Linked DNA regions of Mus musculus: region 1 is linked to region 2. The links are chromatin contacts, called in public capture Hi-C maps. All regions are on one chromosome and are shown on one strand. Each heading gives the region's core, a stretch centred on a gene start, on an enhancer-like site or on the middle of the called end of the contact. The rest is flanking DNA. Distances are from core to core; before and after follow the strand shown. Region 1 overlaps Trappc9 (trafficking protein particle complex 9). Region 2 overlaps Trappc9 (trafficking protein particle complex 9).

What was found. Capture Hi-C pulls out chosen DNA fragments and counts their contacts.
Region 1: a contact with region 2 is called in a capture Hi-C map of bone marrow-derived macrophages, with 4 times the contacts expected there. The contact joins two enhancer-like sites. A contact is called at or near these places in 2 of 15 datasets of contacts at CTCF or cohesin (large pre-B cells and stem cell-derived epiblast-like cells), 5 of 484 Hi-C or Micro-C datasets (bone marrow-derived macrophages, nephron progenitors, peritoneal macrophages and 1 more), 3 of 115 datasets of contacts at active chromatin or transcription factors (embryonic basal ganglia, embryonic forebrain and embryonic midbrain) and 2 of 9 other capture datasets (bone marrow-derived macrophages and embryonic stem cells).

Annotation. Positions count from the first base shown.
Region 1 is chr15:73,014,868-73,020,763 of GRCm38.p6, reverse strand. All of the region lies in intron 6 of Trappc9 (trafficking protein particle complex 9), which reads left to right. Among named protein-coding and RNA genes, the nearest start is that of Trappc9, 43 kb to the left of the region's middle. RefSeq lists an enhancer at 1-345. Within about 2 kb of position 2,918, at least 16 of the 459 cell types and tissues checked have an H3K27ac peak or open chromatin away from gene starts, as enhancers often do. A contact at or near this core is called in bone marrow-derived macrophages, where this site is marked.
Region 2 is chr15:72,834,757-72,841,024 of GRCm38.p6, reverse strand. All of the region lies in intron 16 of Trappc9 (trafficking protein particle complex 9), which reads left to right. Gm41343 (a long non-coding RNA gene) reads right to left here. Exons shown (of 3, transcript XR_001781663.2): 1 at 1-6,268. Among named protein-coding and RNA genes, the nearest start is that of Gm41343, 6.1 kb to the right of the region's middle. Within about 2 kb of position 3,979, at least 53 of the 459 cell types and tissues checked have an H3K27ac peak or open chromatin away from gene starts, as enhancers often do. A contact at or near this core is called in bone marrow-derived macrophages, where this site is marked.

The DNA.
Region 1 (5,896 bases), core at 1,669-4,168, 180 kb before region 2:
TGGTCTAACAGGATTCTGGTGTGTGGCTTGACTAAGAGTCCAGGAGAGTGGAAGTCTGTGAGGACAGTGAGGGGGGCTCAGTCATTCCAGAGCCAGGGGTCTGCAGAGACCCCTTGGGGGCCAGCTCTGCTCTACCCCCTCCCCTCCCCCTCCCAACTTGGAAAGGCACTGCCCATTGAGCTGAGTTTCAAATCTCCACTCTAACCAGAAAAGGTGATAAAAGAAGCCAGACCTCAGTGCCCTGCAGGCAGCTGTAATTTTTAAGGAGGGGTGAGAGGGATACTTGGGAATTCCTCTTTGGAGACTTGCAAGTCACTTTGGTCTCATGGGCTTGGGGAATCTTGGCTTTCCCTCTCCGCTTTAGCAGTTAGGAACCTTAGCATCAAGTCTACAGATACCTTAATAATTACACCCACTTCCTGGCAGGCATTTTTCTGATCGAACCTTCCTCTGGTTTTATTTAACTATAATCTCATTTTTTTCACCTTGATTTTTTTTTTTTATATTTTGGCTGTTACTGCTCTTAAATTGTGTGTGTTTAAAAAATTGATTTTACATTCTTCTTTAGAACAAGGCAGAATGTAAACAGATGCAGGCACGGAGAGTAGCGCAGGCGCACTGCAGACACAGAGAGAACCGCAGGCACACTGCTTTTGGAGGTTCCAGGGTATTTACCTTAGGAGGTTACAGCTGAGGTGAATGTTAAAACTGTGTTTTCAGTAGGCGAGTCTGGTAATACACGCAGACTCTGGAGAAGGGATGGGGGCTTATTCATCTCTCTGTGCAGGCACAGTGCTTGTCAGAGAAGAGACACTTATTAATCTCTGACGCATGATTCATCCGGCTGCTCTCTCCAGTGTCGGCACCGCTCCGAGCAATGACAGCGGTGACCATTGGTAGGGATGCAAGGTGTCCCACGAAGAGCTCCACAACCTTTCTGCGTTTAACACTTCAAGGCCCTCCTGTGAGGAATTGTTTTTATTAGTTCATATTTGTTATGCACAGCAGACTTGGTTTTTATTCGGGAGAGCTTCAAGGCTCTGGAAGATTGCTAGAGTGGTGCAGCCAACACTGGGATGCCCACTGGCTAGAGGGTGGTGCCTGCCCTCGGCACCCAGCTAGCTTGCCTGGCACAGGTTTGCAAGTTTGTTCCCATCATAGTGGAAGTCAGTACCTATTTCCTTTCTGTGGCCAGATACTAGCCACTCTTTTTTATAGGTCTGGCTTTTCCTTTTATGCACCAGTGGACAGCAGGGGCTGCTGCCTCCTCCTCCTCCTCCTCCTCCTCCTCCTCCTCCTCCTCCTCCTCCTCCTCCTCCATCTCCTCCTCCTCCTTCTGGCTGTTGAAAGATGCTACCGTGAACACTGACATGCAGGTTTTGTGGAATGTGTTTTCACTCCGTGTGGGATGTACATTTGGGCCATATCCCACTCTGCAGCGTTTTGAGGCACTGTCAGATTGCTGAGGATGGCTACCACCAGGATCTGAGGGCTCCATTCTCCATTCAGGAGGCCCTGAATAGGTGGGACCTGCATCTTTGACTGCAGCTGCTGTAGTAGCAAGAAGGGAAGGAGGGATTCGTGGCTCTGGTTTAATCTGCATTTCCCTCGTGCCCCGTGTTGTTGAGCATCTTCTCCTGTGCTGACCGGCCATCCACACATTTCCATTACAGTCCTTTGCAGCCTTTACTGTCTTTGGAGCCAGGGATTGAACTCAGAGTCTCATGCACATTGAACACAAACTGTACCACCCAGACCATCAATCCTTCGCTGGCTCTGCATGTTGTATGGATGTAGGAGCTCTTAGTGTGATCCAGAGGGTGCATTCTTGTCAGGTCTCCGCTCTGCAGGAACGTGCACCATTTCATTTGTCTTTTGAGAGAGACGACACTCTTGTTTTCTTGCTCAGACTGGTCTTCAATTCTAAGGCTCGAGGGATGGGCACATTTCATCCTCCAAGTGGCTGAGACACCTGAGTGTCCACCACCATGGCCCTGCCCACTTGTGACGTCTTTCACAGACATGCCTTTCTTCCTTTGATGGAATCCAGTTTCTCTGCATGTTATGTTAGCACACCGCATATGCTTTTGGTGTGGTTCAGGAGAGATCACTGAGCCCAAAGCTCCACTGTTTGCTTTTTGACAGGATGTGTCTATGTAGCCCAGGCTGGTCTCATACTTGCTATGTAGACCAGGCTATCCTCAAAGTCTGGGCCTTCTGCTCCAGCTTTCCAAGAGCTGGGATTATAAGCACGTGTCACCATGCTTGATCTTTTATGGTAAATTTAGTGTTGGAAATTTATCTTTTTCAAGATTTTTTTTTCCTGACTCTTCTGGGTGTCTTCCATTTCCATATGAAGTTTAGGATAAACCTGTTAGTTTTTTCAAAGAAGCCAGCAAGGATTTGGATGCTGACTTCATTGCCTCTGTAGGCGAATCTGGGGAGTTTAGCCATAGTAACCATCATAGTGGTATGCACCTGTGACCACAGCACTCTGTAGGATGTAGGAGGAGGGTGGAGAGTTCAGGGCTACTCTGGTTACAGAGTGAGTTCTAGACTAGCCTAGGCGACATAGCTCTGTCTCAGCTCTTCCAATCTCCCTAAAAAGCAAAACAAACCACATTGTCTTTCATCCTATGAATAGAGAGTGTCTGTATAAAGAGCTGAAATCACCGCCCCCCATTCTCTTTCCTTTCTTCTCATCCCTCTTGCCTTCCCCCCTCCTCTTCTCTTCCACCTCCACCTTTTCCTCCCTTTTCCCCTCCCTTCTCTGCCTCTTCCCAGCACAGGGGATTGAACCCTCAGATTCACACATAGCAGGCAAAGAGCTCCACTCATGAACCGCAGAGCCGCAGTCTCAGCCCAGGGGGATCCCTCAGCCCCCTCCATGGCTTCCTGCTGCAATGGCGGTTTCTTTTTTAGTTTCTGGTTTTGCTTCCCTTGTTTGTATTTCGCATGTTCACTTCCTGTTTTATCTCATTGCCTGGGTTAGATGACGTGTTTTTGGGAATTTCCAGTTGAAGGTAGATTATCGTCCCATTTTCTGAATTCAGTACTTTTCTTAGTTTTCAACATTTTTTTCAAGGTTCTGTCTATTTGGAACTGTAGCTTAAAAACAAATTCATAAAGATTTCAGTCCAGCGAAGAATTCCTTATAAAGCAGGCAGAATTGGGAAAGTGATCTGTTTTAGCTCTTTTAGCTTTTTCTCTTTTAATGTATATAAAAGAAACTTAATTTTCTAAACTTAAAGAAGTGTTTTTAGGTAGGCATCGCTCTGTGCTGCCCACGCTGATCTGCTCTGGGACTCAAGTGACTCTTCTGTTCTAGCCTTTAGGTACCTCACTGGTCCTACTGTGTGCACCACTATGTCAGGCTAAGTGGACATTATGTGTAGTTTTGAATATGTAATCTCTCTGTGTGGTAGCTGCAGATATTATGTAGAAAACACAGTGTGTCTGTGTCTTGTATTCTGGAGAGTGTGCAGGCGAGTTGTGTCCCAAAGCTCCTTCCCATGATGCTTTGGCCTTTAGAGCTCTGTCGCTTTTTGCAGTTTCAAAGGCATTCCTGGCCGACTCATTTAGTTATAACCTGTGATTTTAAAAGTCTATCCACAGAGGCTGGAGAGACAGCTCAGATGTTAGGAGCGCCTGCTGCTTTTGCATAGGATAGGAGTTCAGTTCCCAGCAACCGTATCTCGTGGGTTACAGCCACCCTGTAATTCCAATTCCAGAGGATCTTAGGCTTCCTTCTGACCTCCGTGGGGCACCCGTATTCATGATTCATGTGCACACGCACACACACCTCTCACATGTCTTCAGTGACAGTCAAATGCCCTGTTGTTTTGAACACCTACTGAGAACTGTAGACCTTTCCTAAATGTCCACATTACTTCATTTTAGCCTTTCCAGCCACCAAAAACATTAGACTATGCCCTCTTTCTCCAAGAGGCAAAATGGCAGAGCTGGCTACTTGATGGACTATGGCTCAGTGTGCTAACTGCACTGTGCTGCCCTCTGCTCTGCCCTGCCAGACTGTTCCAACAACGCCACCACCTTCCTTCTGATGTTGGAACGAAGCGGGTCTCCGCTTACTTTGCATTTGGAACTGGACTGGTGAGCTGATACCAATGACTAAGGCCTCTCAGCTTGAGTGTCTTCGAGATGCTTCTGCTAGAAATTTGCATAAACATCTGGGCCCTGGACTCAGAGGTTGTGACTACTCAGCCTGCTGAAAAATCAGGACAAGGATGTGCTGATTAATGCCCCCCCCCCTCCCGCCGCAGGCCAGGGGTTCAGGCATGAGTGTGGGGATTTGATTGCATCTCAAGATTTTGCCTGGGACCATTTTGTACTCTCTCAGATCCTCTCAAGGTTGCTGCCCACGTTAGCCCGGCACAGCTTTGTCCCCAGGCTTCCAGGACTTGTGTCATCTGGAAGTCCATGGCACACAGTGCTAGAAACCAGCTGTGCCCAGGCTTTCTCCCGGGGGAACCTTTCTAGGGTCTGAAGTCATTTCAGTTCCATCTGTAGGGAAGGCTCACCATTTGCCACCATGTTACATTCATATGGCAGGAAGAAGGAGAGTCTAGATTACAGGACTGTTCCAGTCTTCCATCTGTGATAGGTCCCATGAGAACCATGGAGCACGGTGACCAAGGTTTGGGCCCTCAGTTTCCTGTCTCTTGGATTTAGCCACAAGGGCCCCAGCTGAGGCCACCATCACAAGTATCTGTTGTCATGTTCAGGAGGCAGGCTGTCAGGTGAGGGGCTGGGGGTCTCCCAGTACCTGATGGAGGCAGTCAACATGTTTGCCTCTCTTTTATCTCTCTCTTTGTCCCCTGTCACGGCTGACACTAGCACACAGGAGTCCTTCTGAAGCAAGGCTGAGTCCTGTGCAGGTTTGAGTGACCACATACTGGAGACCCAATCAAAACACATGCGGAAGCATTCAGTAGATTGTTGAGACCTAAGGTTTCTTAGACCAAGGGCACAGGGAACTGACCGAGCGACAAGGCATTGATCACGTGAGCTCTTTCACATGAGTTGCCTCTGCTTATCAGAAGATTCTCTTAGGAAAAACAATGGCATCAGACCAGGGGAAAATATTCTCCAAACATGGATGACTAAAGACTCAGGTTTGGAACCTGAAGAATGAGCCCAGCTCCCAGTTCCGTAGTAAGACGAACGACCTAATTTTAAAAACTGCCAGAAGCTTTGAACAAATACTTCACAAAGGGAGATACAAGTGTGGCCAGTTAATCATAGGGAAGGGTGCTCAGCGCCTGCTTATCAGGGAACTGCCAAGCAACTCCAGCAGAATGGCAAAAGCCACAGGCACCCGTGACATCAAACCATCTGTGTGTGCATGAAGCACCGTGGTCCTTGCATGTCCTCCCTGTGAGCGGGAACTGATGTTACCACTCTGGAAGAGTCTGGCTGCCCCAGGGCAGGGGGAAGAGGCTCAGTGCGAACAGTGCAGGACAGGACTGATACTGTGAGGCTATGTGTGGGAACACACCATCAGGATAGCTTCTAGGAGATGTGTGAGCTGGGGCACCCCATACCCCAGAGCCTCTGAGTTTGCCTAGCTCTTGTAGGCCGTTGTCTAAAGTATTCACCATATGTGCAGTACATAGTCTGTTTCTCTGCCTTCCTATTTACTGGAATGTTCCCCATAGATTCTAAGCTGGGCATCTGTCTGTTAGTGCACAGGCCCCAAGGGAGGGGCAGTAGTAGGTACCTGCAAGTAAAGAAACCTGGGGTTGGCCTTGCTTTCTCTGAGTGGGCGTGGTCGGAATTGCAACAGAAACCTGGCTGTGAGGCATCTGGGCTGTGTCTTGTGTACTGCAGGGCTGCAGAGCAGTTCACATATGGCCATCTCAGGTCCATTAGGCGG
Region 2 (6,268 bases), core at 2,730-5,229:
GGGTGAGGCAAGACTTTTGTTGGTCCTAGTTCTGATGAGGTTACCATGGACATGTGAGGAAGGCTCCACCTGCCAGACATTTCCACTGTGTGTGTGCTTTAGCAGGTGATGTGGCACCCTTATGGCTGACCCTTCACCAGGTTTTGGTTCACCGGTGGTGACCTTCAGAGCTCAGGCTCATTTTATAGCAGCTGATAATTATTTATTAATTGATTATGATGTAGATGTCATTCCAGGGGCTTTTCTTTGTCTCCTTTGCTCCCAAGTAATGACAGTGTTTCTACACCCATTCTAGCCGGTTTGGCTCCTGAATAAATGACATGGACACCCAATAAATTTATTAACAAGCTGCAGGCACTATGCTGGACAAGTTTGGAGCTATTCTAACCCAACCATGCTAGCCTGGTCTACTTTCCAGCCAGTCCACAGCCACGTGGCATTCCCTGCCATCTTGGTCTTGCCCTGGATGTTCCTGCTCCATCCATCCTCTCCTCGTGGAGACCTCATGGCCAATGCTCCTGGTTCTCCTCTTCTTTTCTCCTCTTCTTGCTCGGGACTTCCTCACTGGGATCTGAAGTCCCTCCCTATTCTCTTCTCCTGAGCTAGAGGCTGAATCAGCTCTTTATTAACCAATCAGAGGTAATGGAAAATAATTTTTACATATCACTGAGACAGGAGATGCTCCAAATATCATGACAGTGCCAGTTCATTGGGCACAGCAATCAGCATCTGAATACCCAGTGCACAAAACCATCCTCCAATATTTTGATATTTAAATTGTTTCAGCTCTGGCCAGTGGGGGTGCCCCCCCCTCCAGGCTGCCTGTTCCTCTCCCTGTGTTGTATTTGTGCATGCACAGGCACACTCGCTGGCTTTTGGTTTATTGTTTGTCTGTGTTTTGAGTCAGTTATCTCACTGGCCTGCAAATTGCCAATTAGGCAATCTGGCCAGGGAGCTGTAGGAACCTGCCTGTCTCTGGCTTGCCAGATCTAGGATTCTAAGCATTCACCACCACTCCTGGTTTTCACATGGGTTCTGGGGACTAAACTCAGGTCCTGGTGCCTGAAGCACTTCTGTGATGGAGTGGAGTCACTTCCCTAACCCCATTGCTTTCCTTGTGACGGGTATCTTTTTTAAAAAATTTATTTACTTATTTAATTTATTGTATGAATAGTTTATATTCATATAACTTATTTATATGAGTTATTTTATGTTTATGAGTACACTGTAGCTGTCTTCAGACACACAGATGATGGCATCAGATCCCATAGTGGTTGTAAACCACTATGTAGTTACTGGGAATTGAACTCAGGACCTTTGGAAGAACAGTCATTGCTCTTAACCACTGAGCCATCTTTCTACCCTGTGATGGTTATCTTATACTTTTGGGTCCTTTGTCACTTTTTGGCATAAGCTATTGAAAAGCATAGTTGTCTCTGTCAAGTCTTGTTTCAGCCATGGTCCTAATCCGTTCTTTCCATATCTGGAGAGAAGCCCCATTATCACTGGCTCAACCTCCCAAGTGTGGTCCACCTCCATTACCACTCCCCCTTCTCCTCAGGTTCCCTTCATTCTCTCACCCCATGGAGCAATGGTTGCCCTGGGGCATTTCTTTGGGTTTGACACCTTCTTCCAATTTGACCCTCCTAAGAACACAACCCTCTCATCTCCACTGGTCCTCTTTATACTGGGCTTTTTGTTTGCATGCTGTCATGCAAAGACTACCGTCATGTGGATCTGTATGTTGACTTGGTGACTTCCTCCCCCTTACCCTGCCTGGGTTCTGAAATCCCTCATCTGCTGCGATGGTTGATATTGACACAATCCAGAATCACTGAAGAGACAGGCTATGGGGCACATCTGTGAGGGAATTTCAAGATGAGTCCAAGTAGGAAGAGCCGCTCTGAATGTGGGCGGCACCACTCCTCAGGCTGTGGCTCTGGATTGAATAAAAAGAAGGCAAGCCGATTGTTCCTACGTCCTCAACTGCCAGTGCTTGTGCTTCTTGACTGTGGGTGTAGTGTGAGCAGTCACCCTACGACTTCCTCACCAGGGTGTACTGTACCCTAAACCTGTGAGCCACAAGAAGCCATTCCTTCCCGAAGTTGCTTTTGTCAGATGTGAACCTGTCTCCCAAAGGATGCCTCAAGCCTCAGCCTCACTCTCCTCCCCCCACCTGTCTCTTCCCATCCTCCCCCCCCTCCCCCCACCTGCCACTTTTCTCATCTTTGTGATCAAACTCCTTACAAAGAACAGCTTATAAGGAAGGGGGAGAGAGGAGGTATTATGGCTTACATCTTGAGGTACTATGATTCATCATGAGGAGAACGACATGGTGGCTGTTGGTTCAGTGCAGTAGGGGCATGAAGCTGCCTGCTCACATCTCAGCCAACCAGGAAGCAGTGGAAGGGACCGCTATGCTCAGCTGGCTTTCTTCCCCATGGCCCTTCCCCATGCTCAGCCTGGAACTTCAGCTCATCAGATGGGGCCAGTCACATTAGAGTGGGTCTTCCCTCCTCAGTCAGTCCTCCCTGAAAATGCCCTCACAGACAGAGTCACAGATGTGCCTCAGGATGGTCTAGTTGTTTCTTCATCCAGTCATGTTGAAAGTGAAGATGAACAGCCTCTGACTGCAGGACTGACCCATTCAGGCAAAGGCTGGGAAACTTGCTAAGTGAACTCACATGGTTGGGTGTTAGCATGTCCCTTAGAGGTCGAGGAGGGGCATTGCCTTCAGCTGACATAATCTCCACAAAAATCAATCTATTTGGCAGAGCAACAAAGAATCTAGAAGAGGAGCCTTCTTCTTCCTCCTTCTTCTTCTTCTTTTTTTTAATTAGATATTTCTTTATTTACATTTCAAATGTTTTCCCCTTTCCAGCTCTCCCCTTTGTAATCTTTCTATCCCATCTTCCTTCCCCCTGCCTCTCTGAGGGTGCTCCATCCCCACTCCTGTCTTCCCTCCTTGGTGTTCCCCTACACTACAGCACTGCACACCCTCAGGCCCAAGGGCCTCTCAGGAGGAGCCTTTTAATGGGAGTCTAAGGGACTGTGAAGTTGCTTCCTCAAGGAGCCAGCCTGTGTGTGTGTTGTGTGTGTGTGTCCTGAGTGCTGACCTTTTCTTAGTACACACTGATTCATTATCAGAAGGCCTTAGCCAAGTCAGGGCAGGTGGACAGAATATTTGCAGGCAGGCAGGCTCAGCCTCAGAGCTAAGCCTGCCATTTACTGACTAAGTCAAACTGACCCCTTGGGCAATTCACATGCATCTTGAGCCTCAATTTCCTCTTGTGTAAAGTATAGCACCGGTTAATCCCTGCCTCTGCCTCGAAGGATTGTTTTATAGATCTGTGGGACAGGAGCATAATGGATAGTCAATTAGCACGGCTTCCTTTCTACCCTCTCAAAGAAATGGACATGCTTCCCCTGGACTTGCAGGGCAAAATAGGGAACAATATCTGCTCTGGCCTTTGTCCCCACAGAGGTCTTTAGCCTGCACAACAGCCTCTTCCCCCATAGCCAGTCACCCCATGGTCTCTGTGGGCACCAGCATCTCTGTGGTTAGCCTGATAGTCCAGGGCTGCAGGGCTATCAATTTATTTATTTATCTGTGAAAATCCAGGTGGATCCCCCCCCACTTCTCCATAATTAAAGAAGTCACTCATTGGTTGCCATGGTGCCAAGCAGTCTTGATTGACAGGTACCATGGTGACCCTGTGAAGGAAGTGGTGAATGAAGGAAGGGCCTAAAGAAAGGAAGGCAATGCTTCCTGCTTTTGGTGTTAACAATAACAACAATTAAAATCAATTGTGAATCTTTACTCTTGTGTAAGTCATTGTCTGCACCGTCTTTGTTTTGGGCTGAAAAGCCAATTTAGCATTTCTTTGTGAATCATTTTGGTGAGTCACGTAGATACTATCTTTGCTTGTTGGCTAATAACTCACCCTTTAAAAGTTACAACATCACTTCCACTTTCATAATAGAGGTGACTTTAGGTCTTGGAATTTATGACTTCAGCTTAATACTGTTTTGGCTCCTATAGACTTGGGACCTTAATTTTGGCAAGAACCTGGTCCATCAGCCAGTGCAGACTCATGAACTGGGGTTGCATTTATTATTATAGTTTGTAGACTCTTACTGCATCATTTCTGTGGGAATGCCTCTTCTGGCTATGACAAATGCTTCTTGGGACAGGAATCCCTTTAAAACCAAGAGCATCCTTTAGATGATGTGTTGAATGTGAGCTGAAGGTGGGGGATGTAGGTTGGTTGGTAGGTTGAGTGCCCAGCTTGCATGAAACCTTGGGACTGATCCCCAATACTGCATAATCTAGATATTATGGTATGAGCCTGTAATCCCAGCAGTCGGGAGGCAGAGGCAGGAGGATGAGCATCTCCAGATCATCCTTAGCAACATGGTGAGTTCGAGGCTAGCTTGGTCTTCATAAGAAGCTGTCTCAAAAATACATAAAAAGGTGCAAATGTCTTCCTGAGTTTATGTGTGTCCAGTGATATACCCACCTTTTTAAAATCAATTACTCCATCAAGGAGGCTCAAGATTCTAGTTTATCTTACTCACCGAGTGTGTATGGAACACCCATGCATCCCAGATGAAAGCTGTGCTGCCAGGGACCGGGGAGGGGCTATGCACTAAACATGACTTTTTCTTTTGAGGCACTCATTGCCTGACTAGGAGAACCAATGAGACACTCTGTGACAGAATCTAGAATCAATTGGGAGACAAGCCTCTTAGCATGCTTGTGAGCTATTACAGTGATTACATTAATTGACATGGGAAGGCCTGTCCACTGTGGGCGACCCCATTCCCTGGCTGGGATCCTGGATGGTGTGAATGGAGAAAGAGCGGAACAGCAGAAGCACTCATCACTTTTTGCTTCCTGACTGCAGATGTCACGTGACCAGCTGCTTCCAGCTCCTGCTGCCTCTGTTTTCCTACCACACTAAACTGTATCTTGAATTGTGAGTAGAATAAACCTTTCTTCTCAAGTTGTTTTTATTTGAGTACTTATTATAGTAATAGGAAAAAAGACCAAGACACCAGCACTGTAATTCTCAGACAAATAGGGAGAGCAGCCCTGACTCTTTGGTTACAAATAAAAATAAGGTGAGTCTAAATGCTAGTTTCATGTAGATGTGGCTGTGGATGCTGGAAGGGTCTGAGTCCTACCATGCCCTGCTGTGTCAGGGGACCTAGAGTGGCATCCAGTATCATCTGAGAAATACCCTCTGAATGTTAAGTCTCATGGTCCCTGGTTGTGTGACATGTTAGCTGTCACTCAAAGAGCCAGGGTCACCACTGCATATGTGAGGGAGATTCCCATTGGTACACTCTTGGGTGACTAGGACTCCCCTCCATGTCCTTGCTGCTGATGGCCGATGGGGAACCTCACTAAAGCTGGCCAGACTTTCCCTGAGTCCGCTCTGGCAGAAAACTCCGTCCTAATTAAATGTTTCTTTCCACATAAAATTCCACAGTGCCTTAACTCAAATTAGAAAGCCACTGTTTTGACAGATGATGTCATTTAATTTTAGGATCATTGTGCTTCTGGTATTCAACTGCAGATTAAATTGGACCCCATCTTGAAGCTTTTGTGTGTTTTGAAGTATTACGTTTCTGCAAATATCATGATGGGTGTGTGGATCCCCTTTGTGCTGAGAGGGTCCTAGATGTGGGCGGTGATGGTGCTGGCTAACCATTTGGCTGCTTTGTAACCTGGCTGCTGCAATGGCGCTGTTTCTTCCCATGTGTCTGATGTCCACAGACAGACTTTGTCAAGTGTGTCAGAGGAGCCTACCATTGGCCTCTTCTCCCTTGACTTGAACTCCAGTAGAGACTCCCAAACAGCCTAAAGCAGCTGCCATTTCTCTCCTTCCTCTTCTCCTCATTCCTGCATTGCAACTGAGAGTCCTTGCCACTGTCTCTGTACCCCACTTTCATTGTATGAAGATGATAGGATCTAACAAATACGCTCCTCTGGAAAGCTACCACCAATCTAGTTCCGCAGCCCATCTCCTATTGCCCCTCAGCCTTGTGTATCCATGAAGGCTGTCAGGCCTTCTGAAGTCACAGGCAAGGCTCCATTGGAAGGAGCAGTGCCTGCTTGCAGATGAACTGAGCCTGGAGTGTCAAGTATACTGCTAGCCTATGGGTTTTTTTTTTCTCTACTTGTTTGCTGGTGTCTTCTGTAATGGGGCTCCTGACTCCATAAACCCTTTCTCCTGTCTCTCCAACAGCCTCCAGCCCAGCT